2 separate regions of the Mus musculus genome follow, and region 1 is linked to region 2. The links are chromatin contacts, called in public ChIA-PET maps. All regions are on one chromosome and are shown on one strand. Each heading gives the region's core, a stretch centred on a gene start, on an enhancer-like site or on the middle of the called end of the contact. The rest is flanking DNA. Distances are from core to core; before and after follow the strand shown.

Region 1 (5,333 bases), core at 1,096-3,595, 210 kb after region 2:
TTTACTTCTGAAAAACATCCATCTAAAAATAAAAAGTAGTTTTTCACTCTTTCCTCATTTTGGAACCCTGCATCACTGAAGGCCATAGCTACTTTAAGGCAAAGGTCTAGCACAGAAGGCAATATTCAGCTTCCTTTTACTTAAAATGTAAAAGAATGACTTTACATTGACTTTAAAAACGTTACTATTTTCCCCTGAACCTCTGTACAAATTATTCCTCTTGCAAAAGAAGGAAGCAAAAGGGACGAAGGACGGGCTTGGGGGTGCCTAATCTTAGGAGGTAGCAGAGGCAGGAAGATGAAGAGCTCAAGGTCTGTATCTTCTACACGGTGAGGCCAGCCTGGGTTCTAGGAAAGCCCACACACAAAGAAAGAAAGAAAGAGAAAGAGAGAAAGAAAAAGGGAGGGGAGGGAGGGAAAGGAGAGGAAAAGAAGAAAGGAGAGAAGAGGAGGGAGAAGGGGAGGAGAGAAAGAGGAGGAAGAGAAGCTGTTGAAAGGAAATACAGCCTATGTAAAATTGTTAAATCCTGTAAGTCCTGTCTTGGAGGTTCTGGTAAACCCACTAATAAAACATCAGGACCTTGCTATAAAGTGAATTTTTCTTCTTCTTTGTAGATGGGAAAGCAAGCTCAGAGATGATAAAGGATGAGGATAAGCTGATAAAGTTATTAGCAGTGGCTGTGCCACATTTTAACTCTGTGAGTGTCCGTGTCTGCTTAACTACAGGACATCAGCCTTTATGTTCTTAATCTACCTGCTGTCAGTTTGTAAGGAAAACTAAATGCAAATAATTTCATCACCATATTTAATATTTGTGAGGGCTAACCTTCCTAGTCACTGACCCAATCATTTTTAAGAGAAAAAAAAATATGCACGACTAGTAGACCCTTCCCCACCCCCCACTTTCCTACACTCTAGTTCCCTTCCAAATGACTGTCCTAAGGCTGGCTGTGATGACAAGTCCTTGACATCCTAGGATACAGTGGGAGGCTCAGACAGGATGATAAGAAGTTCCAGGCCAGCCTTAGCTACAGAGTCGGGTCTAACTGCAGGAAATAAGATAGCAAGGCAACAACAAAGACCAAATGACTGGCATGGAGCAGCACTTAGTGCTGTGCCACAAAGGCTCCTCTGCTTTGGAATGGCACTCATTCCCTGCCCAAGACTGAGAGCCCATTCTCCACGTCCTACCCTAGTCCCTAATCAAAGAGTTGAATGTAACCGCCCGAGGAATGAATGGCTTGATCTACTTACAAACGTGGCTGAGTTTTTCAAAATCTCAGCCAAACGGTGACAAGAGAGGTGCCAGAATGTCACGTGGCTCTCAACCATGACCTTGCTATGTCTGCGGAACCTCAGCAGAGCTCGTCGCTCTTGATCGAATAGCATCCAGTTCCCATAAGAGAAACTAGTACAGTTCACAGAGCAGAAAACCTGAGGCCAGTCGGCTGTGAGGCTTACTCAGGGGAACGACAAGACTTTGCCCGGCAGCAAAGACTGAGCCTCCACCACACATCCTGGTAACTCGCTCAACATTATAAATTTAGTATTCCTGAGCTGTAGGTCCCTTTGGCTGAATATCAAGTGCATTTAAATCATTAGACTGTCTGGAACTGGAAGCATTTCACAGTAGTAGAGAAGTCAAATGAATATAGAACAAAGTTTTATAAGATCAGGGATTTCTGTCAATGAACTAACTACAGCAACCAAAAATCCTCCATCATACTTTACCTGAATGCTTACACTCCCTAAAATGAACTTCACTAGTTTTCTTTGGAGACACTGGTCTGTACCCTTAATAGTAAGTTAAACATCCAGGGGATTGTCCTTTCCGGATCCCAGACGCTACTGACCACACCACTCACCCATCACATACTGGGAAACAGGGCTGTGCACACAGCTCGCATGTTCACAAGGCAGCGAGGAGAATTGAATCAACTGACCCACAGGTAAGGCCACAGTGGCTTCTGTCAAGGGCAGGACATTTCTTTTGTGCTTTGCTTCACCTCAAACTGGAGTGGCACGGTTTTGTTTTAGTTGGCATTTTCAGGGTGTCTACACCCAATACGTGTTTAAATGTATATATGCAATATCCTAAGTAAAGACTGGATTTCAGTACTGACTCATGGGTCTGCAAAAGAAGTGGCTCCGATAAATACCTAAACTGGAAAACAGGAGAAGTGAACCAGGAACTTGACTTAATAAGACGCTGTATTCTCCAATCTTTCTGTACTCTTTAAGATACAGCTACTAAGAAAAACAGTGGCAAATGGACCTAAGAGTCGACAGGGGCTGGGGGTGGGGCGCTGGCAGGAAGAGAAGCCAACTCAACAGCGGTGCTCAGCTTCCAGAGCGCCAAGGCTTCAAAGTTACAGCGCTACTATTCTAAGTCAGTCTTAAAGGATGTTATCAGGAAGACAGTCTATTTAGAAATTTAAATTTGATTTGATTTTCATTGCTGCATATGTGAGGCGGTTTAAAATTATACCCTTGTCAACCCAGGAAAATCTACAGTTCTTTGACAAAAAGGATTTGTGTAGGAAAAAAAAAAATAATCCGCCTCCGACCTTTCGCCGATTCATAGTCATGGCTGGACTCCACCCCTCCTCACACAACTGTGGTTTTCACAGGATGAAGAGGCCTCTGAAAACTATTGGTGTGTGTGTGTGTGTGTGTGTGTGTGTGTGTGTGTGTGTTTTAAGTGGGGCATGAGCGAGCACTAGAACGTGGAGGGAATGCAGAGATAACATACAGCAAAACTTTAAAAGGTTCATTATCTTCAATTTTAGAAATGAATTTCGTTCTCTCATTAGCACTGGTTCATGAGCAGAGTTATAAGGTTCAGCTATCTTCAATTAAAAAGAATCAGGGAGACAGAGAGAGACAGAGACAGAACTGGATATATTCAGAAAATGTACTTCTCTGTGTCCATGTCTGGCCACTGTAAGCAAGCTAGCTAGGCTCCAAACTCAGAGGCACACTGTGCCGGGATGGCAGGTCTGGACATTCTACCTCGTACACTGCACACCTCCACTACGTGCTGGCCCTCGAAAGAATCTTTCTCACATTTTACACCCACTGTGACCCAAAGAAACTGACCAACCACTCAAGGGCAGGCTTCATAATCAAGAGAATCAAATCTTCTATCAAAGGAGGGGAACAAAGAAGTAGCTCGCTAACCAAATGGCAGTTCTTCTCATGAATACCAAGGCACCAACAGGGAAGGTATTTCAATCCATTCGAAAACAAAAACTACACTGAATAAATACATATTATCTTTGCTATATCTCAAAAAAAGGATTTATGTCTTATCACTATTTATAAAACCCACCTTCCACACTTTCTGTATTTTATCAGGTCTTTTGACATACATGAGACATACTTCCTTTTAAATGCAAGTGCCGGTTAGGCAAGCTAAAAGTGGATGTAAATCAGAATGCTTCAAGCCATTCGCTTGCTCTTTAGAATGTGATTACTGCCTATATACATATACGTGTGTGTGTCTGTGTATGTGTGTGTGTGTAGGTGGAGGAGTAGGAAGAGGGAGAGAGAGAGAGAGAGAGAGAGAGAGAGAGAGAGAGCGCCTGCCTCACCAAATGGAGGGCACATGGGGGTCAGGACAGGATCAGGTGTCAGTCCTTGCCTTCCACCTGGTTTGAGCCAGTCTCCTGCTGGCTGGCTCTTGCTTCTGCAGCCTTGCCTTCTCACCCTAAGGGACATGGGATTAAGAAATGACGTGGGCTCTATGGCGCTTGGCTTTCCAGGGATCTGGGAATTCAAACTCGGAGCCTCCTGACTGCACAGCAAGCCCTTTCCCCACTGAACCATTTCCCCAGCCCTATAAGGAAGATTCGAGCCTTCCCTTTTTTTCCTTAGTGTAACCAGTTAATTGAATAGAAGTCAGGAATAATATAACCGTCTCTTATGAACCATGATTGTACTACAGTGAATCTATTCATTAGACTCTGGCTGGGATTTTCTTCCGCGGAGTCAGGGGAATAGCTTGCATTGTTTCTGTGATAGTAATTAATGGAAAACAAAATGAACCTGTGTTTATTGAAATCTTTTCCAATTTTCAAGTATAGCACTGGAAAAAACCCAAACAACCCGAGAACCACCACAGGGCATATAAATATATAAGCCTGATATTCCATACTTGGGGCATTGATGTCTGTGAAAGGGTGTGGCATATTTGTCTCTGTACATTGATACTGTCCTTCAAAACCAGACTCTGCCTTCATGAACCCTGCATTTATTTTAAGATGCAAAGGTTACGTGTGCTGTGTTTTGAGTCTAAATGTTGGCTACAAGAAGAAGAGGCGTTATCGGTTCACGCAAAAAATTTATTTCTTTAAAATACTAATATTTAAAAGCCACCTTCTTTTAGAAGAGAGGATTTTAGAAGGTTCCTTGCTAAACATGTTACTTTTCCTTTACCACCATCATTTATCTGCACTGTAGGCAAATTTAACTGCCAGCTACAACATAAACATCTTCCTCCAACCTTCTCAGATAGATACTGGCCTTAGACTTTCCTCTGAGGCCATCATACAAGGAAGCACAATTAATTAAACGACACACCTGCATGTCCTTGCTCTAGCAATCCATAGCTTAAATGCTAAAACAAGATTTCAACTTACCCAAGTCCCCAGGCTTGGTGGTGATCTTTCAGTTAAAAAAAAAAAAAAATGAAACATCCGTCACAGAAGAAAACTCGTAATGTAGAGAGTCCTAACAGCTCAGTCATTTCTATTCCGCTATTCTAAAAAGCACTCTGCAGTCATTTATTCTACATCATAATTGAGAACATATTTGCCAAAAACCTAATGGACTTTTTTATTCATTTTAAATCATCCTGGCAAGAATTAGTAGATGCTGGAACAGGGGGGTTTTAAATGAATTCTTTCAAAAGAAAAGATGTAAAACCTTTCAAACAAGATTGTAAAGAAAACGAGTGCTAAGACTTACATAGCTTACCTTGCTGTATTAGAGATTAAAAGATTAATTCTTGAGGATTAGTTGAATTTTAAGAAGCATAATAATCAAATTATCTAACAAAAGTTGCATGGCAAAATGCTGAGTTTGCCACAGGAAAAAATTGCAGAGGTTATAGATATTTCAGCCATTGCAAATCAGAACAAGAGAACCTGTCTTCTGGGACTGGGGCTGAGGCCGGGCTGGGGCTGGGCCTGAGTTGGTACAGTGATAGCCAAGTATGCACCAAGCCAAGCCGGGTTCAGTCCCCAGCGCTATATAAACCCGGTGTGGTGGCATGCCTGTAAGCTCAGCTCTCAAGAATTATAGAGAGGAAGACCTGCATACAAGACCATTGTC
Region 2 (5,955 bases), core at 95-2,594:
TCAGTGCTCTTACCCGTTGAGCTATCTCACCAGCCCCATTCGATCATTTTTAATTTAAAAAATTTTTCTTTTGATATCTATTCGTCTTAGGTTAGCATACATAGTTCATAACATGCATAGTTTCATTGTGATATTTTAAAATATACATGTCAGTGTACTTTGTACTTAATTACTCCCCTCCCACAATGACATGACCCATATTCCTGGCCCCTCCCTGGATGGTTCCCCTCTTTCCCCAGGTAGTGCCCCCTCGTGTATTCACTTAAATGCTTTGTATCAAAAATAAATAGATAGATAGATAGATAGATAGATAGATAGATAGATAGATAGATAAATAATTTATTATGAATACTTTTTATCTCTCACATTTTATAAATAGGGATTATAGTGGAAAAATGTTTTCTATCTTAAAATTTGCTAGGAGAAACATGCTGCAAACATTAAAAAGCTTAATGCCAAGTACAGCTGTTCTCTATCCTGTGTGTGTGGGGTCAAATATCAGATATCCTGCATATCAGAGATTTATATTATGATACATAACAGTAGCAAAATTACACTTATGAAGTAGCAATGAAAATAATTTTCTGGTTGGGGGGGTCACCACAACATGAGTAACTGTATTAAAGGGTCACCAGCATTAGCAAAGTTGAGAACCACTGTCCTACTATATTAGAGGGTAGAAAGTGCTTCATACACTTTATTTTTGGTTTCTTTGAGACGGGATGTCATGTAACCCAGGCTGTCCCTGAATTTCTGATTCCCCCACCTGCACCCCCAAGAGCTGGGACTACAAGCATGCACCACTACATTTGACTTAATATGTGATTTTTACAAAGATAAAAAGAAGGGCCATAAAGAGAATGAGGGAGTAACAATCTTAACAATGTGATCTCCCTCCCCCTGCCTCCCCCTCTCCCTCCCGTTTCTCCCTTTCCCGGTCCCCCTTCCCCCACCACTTCCCTTCTCCCCCTCTCTTCTTTTTCCCCATATCACAAATTAATTAAATAACACATTCTAGAGGCAATACCCTTTTTCTCTGGTAGTTTCTGCAGGTTTTGGAATCAGCCAGACTTGTGTTCCAACTCTGTCAGCCTTCGTCACAGAAAACAACCAAAACAAAACAAAATATCATCGACAACAGCAAAGAACATAAAACAAACAAACAAAAAGTCCCAAGTCCTCCGTAGCTTAAAAAGCAAACGTTTGTACAAAACCACATTGAGATAGCACCTCCCAGGCATCAAGATGACTCATAAAAGAAACACATAATGGGTCAGTAAGGATGTGGTGAGCTTTGCTGGTGGGAGACGAGCTGTTGTAGAAAGCACCAACATAAGAACAGAGTTACCATATGATCTGGCAATCCCATCTCTCGATGGAATCGGAAGCGGGGACTTGAAGTGAGTTCTGCATAGCTAGGCTCACAGCAATGTTGCTGAGAGTTACTCACAGGAGGAAACAACCTACATGTGAAAGCATACACAAAACACAGTAGATACACAGCACAGTATGATTCTACATCAAATATACAACAGTATGAAGGAACTTAGAGGACATTGCACTAGACAAATCAATCACAAGAAGAGAACGGCTATGTAAGTCACGGCGTGAGAACCGTTACATTGATAGAGGCCGTCGTGATGAAGACGGTGCCCCAAAGGTGCTAGAGGTGAGGAGAAACAGGAAGTTTCTGTTCAATGCATACAGAATTTCCGTGTCACAGGATGAAATGATAAGAAAATTCGGTGGCGATGGGTGCACAAGATAAATGCATTTTGCACCAAGCTGTACGCTTAAAAATTGATAAGATGATAGATTTTTATGTGTATACATTTTTACCACATTTAAAGCCTTTTAAACATTAGAAAAATAGAAGTGGCTGGAAAACATTAAAAACAAAGGTGTAGGGACTGCAGAGATGGCTCACTGGTTGCCTTTCCAGAAGATCTGGGTTCAGTTCCCAGACCCAACCCAATCAGCCAACAACCTCCAGTTCCAGGTGATCTGGTCCCTCTTTTGCCTTCCTCGGGCACTGCACGCAGATGATGCCCAGACACGCATGCAGGCAAAACACCCATACATGTAAAATAAATAAAATAAGATCTCAAGCAACAATATTTAAAAGACACAAAAAACATCTATTCATCTCATGAGCTGACCATAGATAGGTCAGCTGTGACTGATAAGCTCAACTCCTCTGTTAGGGATTAGTTCAGTGACCCATGTCATCTTCCAGGAGCTGGAGCTGAGGGAGGAGGCTTTGTGCTTTGGTAGAGACCGTCAGTGGTAAGGCAGACCTAATTGAAGTCACTCAGGCACATATTCATTCAAAGCACACCCTACTGACCAAAGAAAGCCCCATTGGTCAAGACAAAGAAGCTATTGGAAGCCCAGAAGTATGTCTTTTGCATACACAGGAAAGGGGAGCAAAGGCTGGGGAGGATGAATAATTTAGAATCAATAATTCAATAAAAATTGAATGAGTCACCCCCTGCCTTGCAATTTTCATGATCTGTGCCGATTACCAGTAGCAAATTATTTATACTGCAATTCACACATGTCAAGAGACACATAGAGTAAACAGATCCTGTGTAGATACAGGGGAAAAAGCAGTTGGCTGTCCAGGAAATGTTATTTGTCCACCTGTGAAACAGCAGTAAGGACAAGGATATTCTTCAGAAATTCACTTCGACTCAATTCTTTTGTAGGCTTAAAGAACAGTCGGGACCTGAAATTCAAGAAATATAGCGTAAGCTACTGTTCTTGAGCTATTTTACTACGACTTGAGTCCTGCATAAAATCAGACAGCTGTCTAAAACACCGCCGTGGTTCTTTCCCGTGGTAAAACATAGCCAATAGGTTAAAGTATTTATTAAAGGCATATTTCCCGCCTCTAAAGCTGCTTTTCAGTACAAACAGCAGGTGGCGCTCGACAACAACTTAAGATTGGAATTCCAAGGTTATTTTCACTTCCTGTTCCTTTATAAAGCAGAACTACAGCCTGTAATAAAAAAATAAAATAAAGTAAAAAAAAACAAACAACAGCATAAACCAAGGTGAGAACCTGAGTCTTTATGACCTTGCATCAAAAGGGAGGGCCCAAGAAGCCTGGTGAGTGACCGGAATTTCTAAAGTTTGTCTTTGAAACTTGGAAATCGCTTTCCTTCTGAGCCCAAGGTGTGAGGCTGTAAGAGCAGCGCGCTGTCGAGGGAGGGTATATCTACCTGCCATGCATGGGAGCAAGAGTGGCTGACAAGGGGAGATTCGCTCAGGAAGCTCTGATACTAACTCAGGTTGTTCACATCCTAGGGCCGAGGATGGAAGATGACTGTAGTAAGCAGATGAACGGATAATTTAGCACGCATTTAAGAGAGAGAGAGAGAGAGAGACAGAGACAGAGACAGAGACAGAGAGACAGAGAGACAGAGAGACAGAGAGACAGAGAGACAGAGAGAGACAGAGAGAGACAGAGAGAGACAGAGACAGAGAGAGAGTTAGTTGATGCTCCAGGCAAGGCCTCGGGGGTGGAGTGGCCAGTGGTGGACTGGGAAAGCACCCTGTCCGAGGCAAAGGGGAAGGGGGAGGGGTAAAGAACTCTGAGATGGGGAGGGGAGCAACATTTGGTATGTAAATAAATTAAATAAAGAATAGGGCTGGAGAGATGGCTCAGCGGTGAGCACTTCCAGAAGTCCTGAGTTCAATTCCCAGCAACCACATGGTGGCTCACAACCATCTGTAATGGGATCCGATGTCCTCTTCGGGTGTGTCTAACAAGAGTGACAGTGTACTCACATACAAGAAATAAGTAAATAAATCTTAAAAAAGAAGAAGAAGAAGAAGAAGAAGAAGAAGAAGAAGAAGAAGAAGAAGAAGAAGAAGAAGAAGAAGAAGAAGAAGAAGAAGAAGAAGAAGAGAAGGGAAGGGAAGGGAAGGGAAGGGAAGGGAAGGGAAGGGAAGGGAAGGGAAGGGAAGGGAAGGGAAGGGAAGGGAAGGGAAGGGAAGGGAAGGGAAGGGAAGGGAAGGGAAGGAAGGAAGGAAGGAAGGAAGGAAGAAAGAAAGAAAGAAAGAAAGAAAGAAAGAAAGAAAAGAAAAATATTTTGAAAAAGAAGTTTATTTGTGACCTGGAGGAGGGGGTAGAGGCAGATATGGGAGGGGACCAGAGAAGGACAAAAGGAGAGGAGACAGGAGGGAAGAAAGAAGGCTGTCCAGGAACACATAGAGAAGGGGGGCAGGGAGGGGGGAGGAAGAGTAGATGGAGAAAGAGAGAGACAGAGACTGAGAGACAGAGAAAGACAGGCAGAGAGATTTAGCAGGCTTTTAAACAAGAAAGCCTCGAATGATAGAACCCATTATGAATTATTCTGGGTAGCTCAGCCCACGAACAGGGCAGAGTTGTCCGGTGGCGGTCTGCTGTTGTTCCTGCACGTCTTGTTCGCACTGAGAAGACACCAAGAGTGCATCTGCCTGTTTAGCTCGTTGACTACCCTCTGGCGCTTAAATACGAATCTAAGAAAAGGTCTTGTAGGCACTCGGCTGCTGTGGAGAACCGAGGAGTGATCCAAATGACTAACTGTGACTATCAGCCCGTCTCAGTGGCCTGAGAGACAAATGTTCTCTTACTCATCTTTCATAAATGTGCTCATTGAATGTAGGTCAGCTGTGACTCGTGGGCTCAGTTGAGCTGAATGTTCTCAGGAAAACGTTTCTCTTGCAGCAGTTTGTTGGTGGTATTTTAAAGTATTACGGCAGCCTTCTTGCATGCCACGAGATGATATAATGGAAAGAGCAATGGCTTCAAAAGACACATTATTAGAATTTAGCTCTTAAGTATGATCTCCATGTTTCTACACAGACCTTACCAGAAGAGAATCCCTTTGTTTTCAATTTATAGTGTTCTCCGTTACCCGCAGCCAGTAACCTGATTTCCCTGACCCTCTGTCTTCTCCATAGTGTAAGAGAAAGAAAACATATTACAAACTCCGAACGAGAATTCAAGGCAGAGGAGCTGCTGCATCTTCAATAAGATGTCATCAGAGGCTGGAGAGATGGCTCAGCAGTTAAGAGCACTGGCTGCTCTTCTGAAGGTCCTGAGTTCAAATCCCAGCAACCACATGGTGACTCACAACCATCTCTACCAGGATCTGATGCTCTCTTCTGGTGTGTCTGAAGATAGCTACAGCATATTCATAAATAAGTAATTTTTTTAAGATGTCATCAGAAGGGACTGGCTGGTGAATTGACTCAGTGAATATGCATGGACAAGTGCAAGGATATGAGTTCAGATCCACAGAACCCAGGCAAAGCCAGACTCAGCAGCTGTGGTGGTTTGATTAAGAATAGGCCCCACCGTCCGGGCGTGATGGCGCACGCCTTTAATCCCAGAACTCGGGAGGCAGAGGCAGGCGGATTTCTGAGTTCAAGGCCAGCCTGGTCTACAAAGTGAGTTCCAGGACAGCCAGGGCTACACAGAGAAACCCTGTCTCGAAACAACAACAACAGAAAAAAGAATGGCCCCCACTGGCTCATACATTTGAATGCTTAGTCACTGGGGAGTGGAACTGTTTGAAAGGATTAGAACAGTGCTTCTCAGCCTTCCTGATGCTGTGACCTTTTAATACGGTTCCTCATGTTGCATTGCCCCCCAACCATAAAATTATTTTATTGCGACTTAATAACTATAATTTTGCTACTGTTATAAATAGTAATGTAAATATCTGATATGCAGAATATCTGATATGTCAACTCCCCAAGGGTCGAGACCCATAGGTTGAGAACTGCTAGATTAGAAGGATAAGGAGGTATGACATTGTTGAAGGAAGTTTATGTGTGTAAGGAGTGAGGCTTCAAAATCCTATGCCACACCCATTTTTTCTCTGCCTGCTGCCTGCAAGTCAGGGTATAAAGTAGACCTCTCAGCTATTTCTCCAGCACCACATCTGCCTGTCGTGATGATAA

Evidence for each region. ChIA-PET counts read pairs in DNA pulled down with a chosen protein or histone mark.
Region 1: a contact with region 2 is called in an RNA polymerase II ChIA-PET map of memory CD8 T cells, with 9 read pairs. The contact joins two enhancer-like sites. A contact is called at or near these places in 10 of 484 Hi-C or Micro-C datasets (CD8 T cells, the MNK3 cell line, the N1E-115 cell line and 5 more) and 2 of 115 datasets of contacts at active chromatin or transcription factors (bone marrow-derived macrophages and memory CD8 T cells).

What each region holds. Positions count from the first base shown.
Region 1 is chr8:57,635,461-57,640,793 of GRCm38.p6, forward strand. All of the region lies in intron 1 of Galnt7 (polypeptide N-acetylgalactosaminyltransferase 7), which reads right to left. Among named protein-coding and RNA genes, the nearest start is that of AW046200, 14 kb to the right of the region's middle. Within about 2 kb of position 2,346, at least 29 of the 459 cell types and tissues checked have an H3K27ac peak or open chromatin away from gene starts, as enhancers often do. A contact at or near this core is called in CD8 T cells, Th2 cells, memory CD8 T cells and 1 more, where this site is marked.
Region 2 is chr8:57,426,472-57,432,426 of GRCm38.p6, forward strand. No RefSeq gene overlaps it. Among named protein-coding and RNA genes, the nearest start is that of Gm34099, 26 kb to the left of the region's middle. Within about 2 kb of position 1,345, at least 64 of the 459 cell types and tissues checked have an H3K27ac peak or open chromatin away from gene starts, as enhancers often do. A contact at or near this core is called in CD8 T cells, Th2 cells, memory CD8 T cells and 1 more, where this site is marked.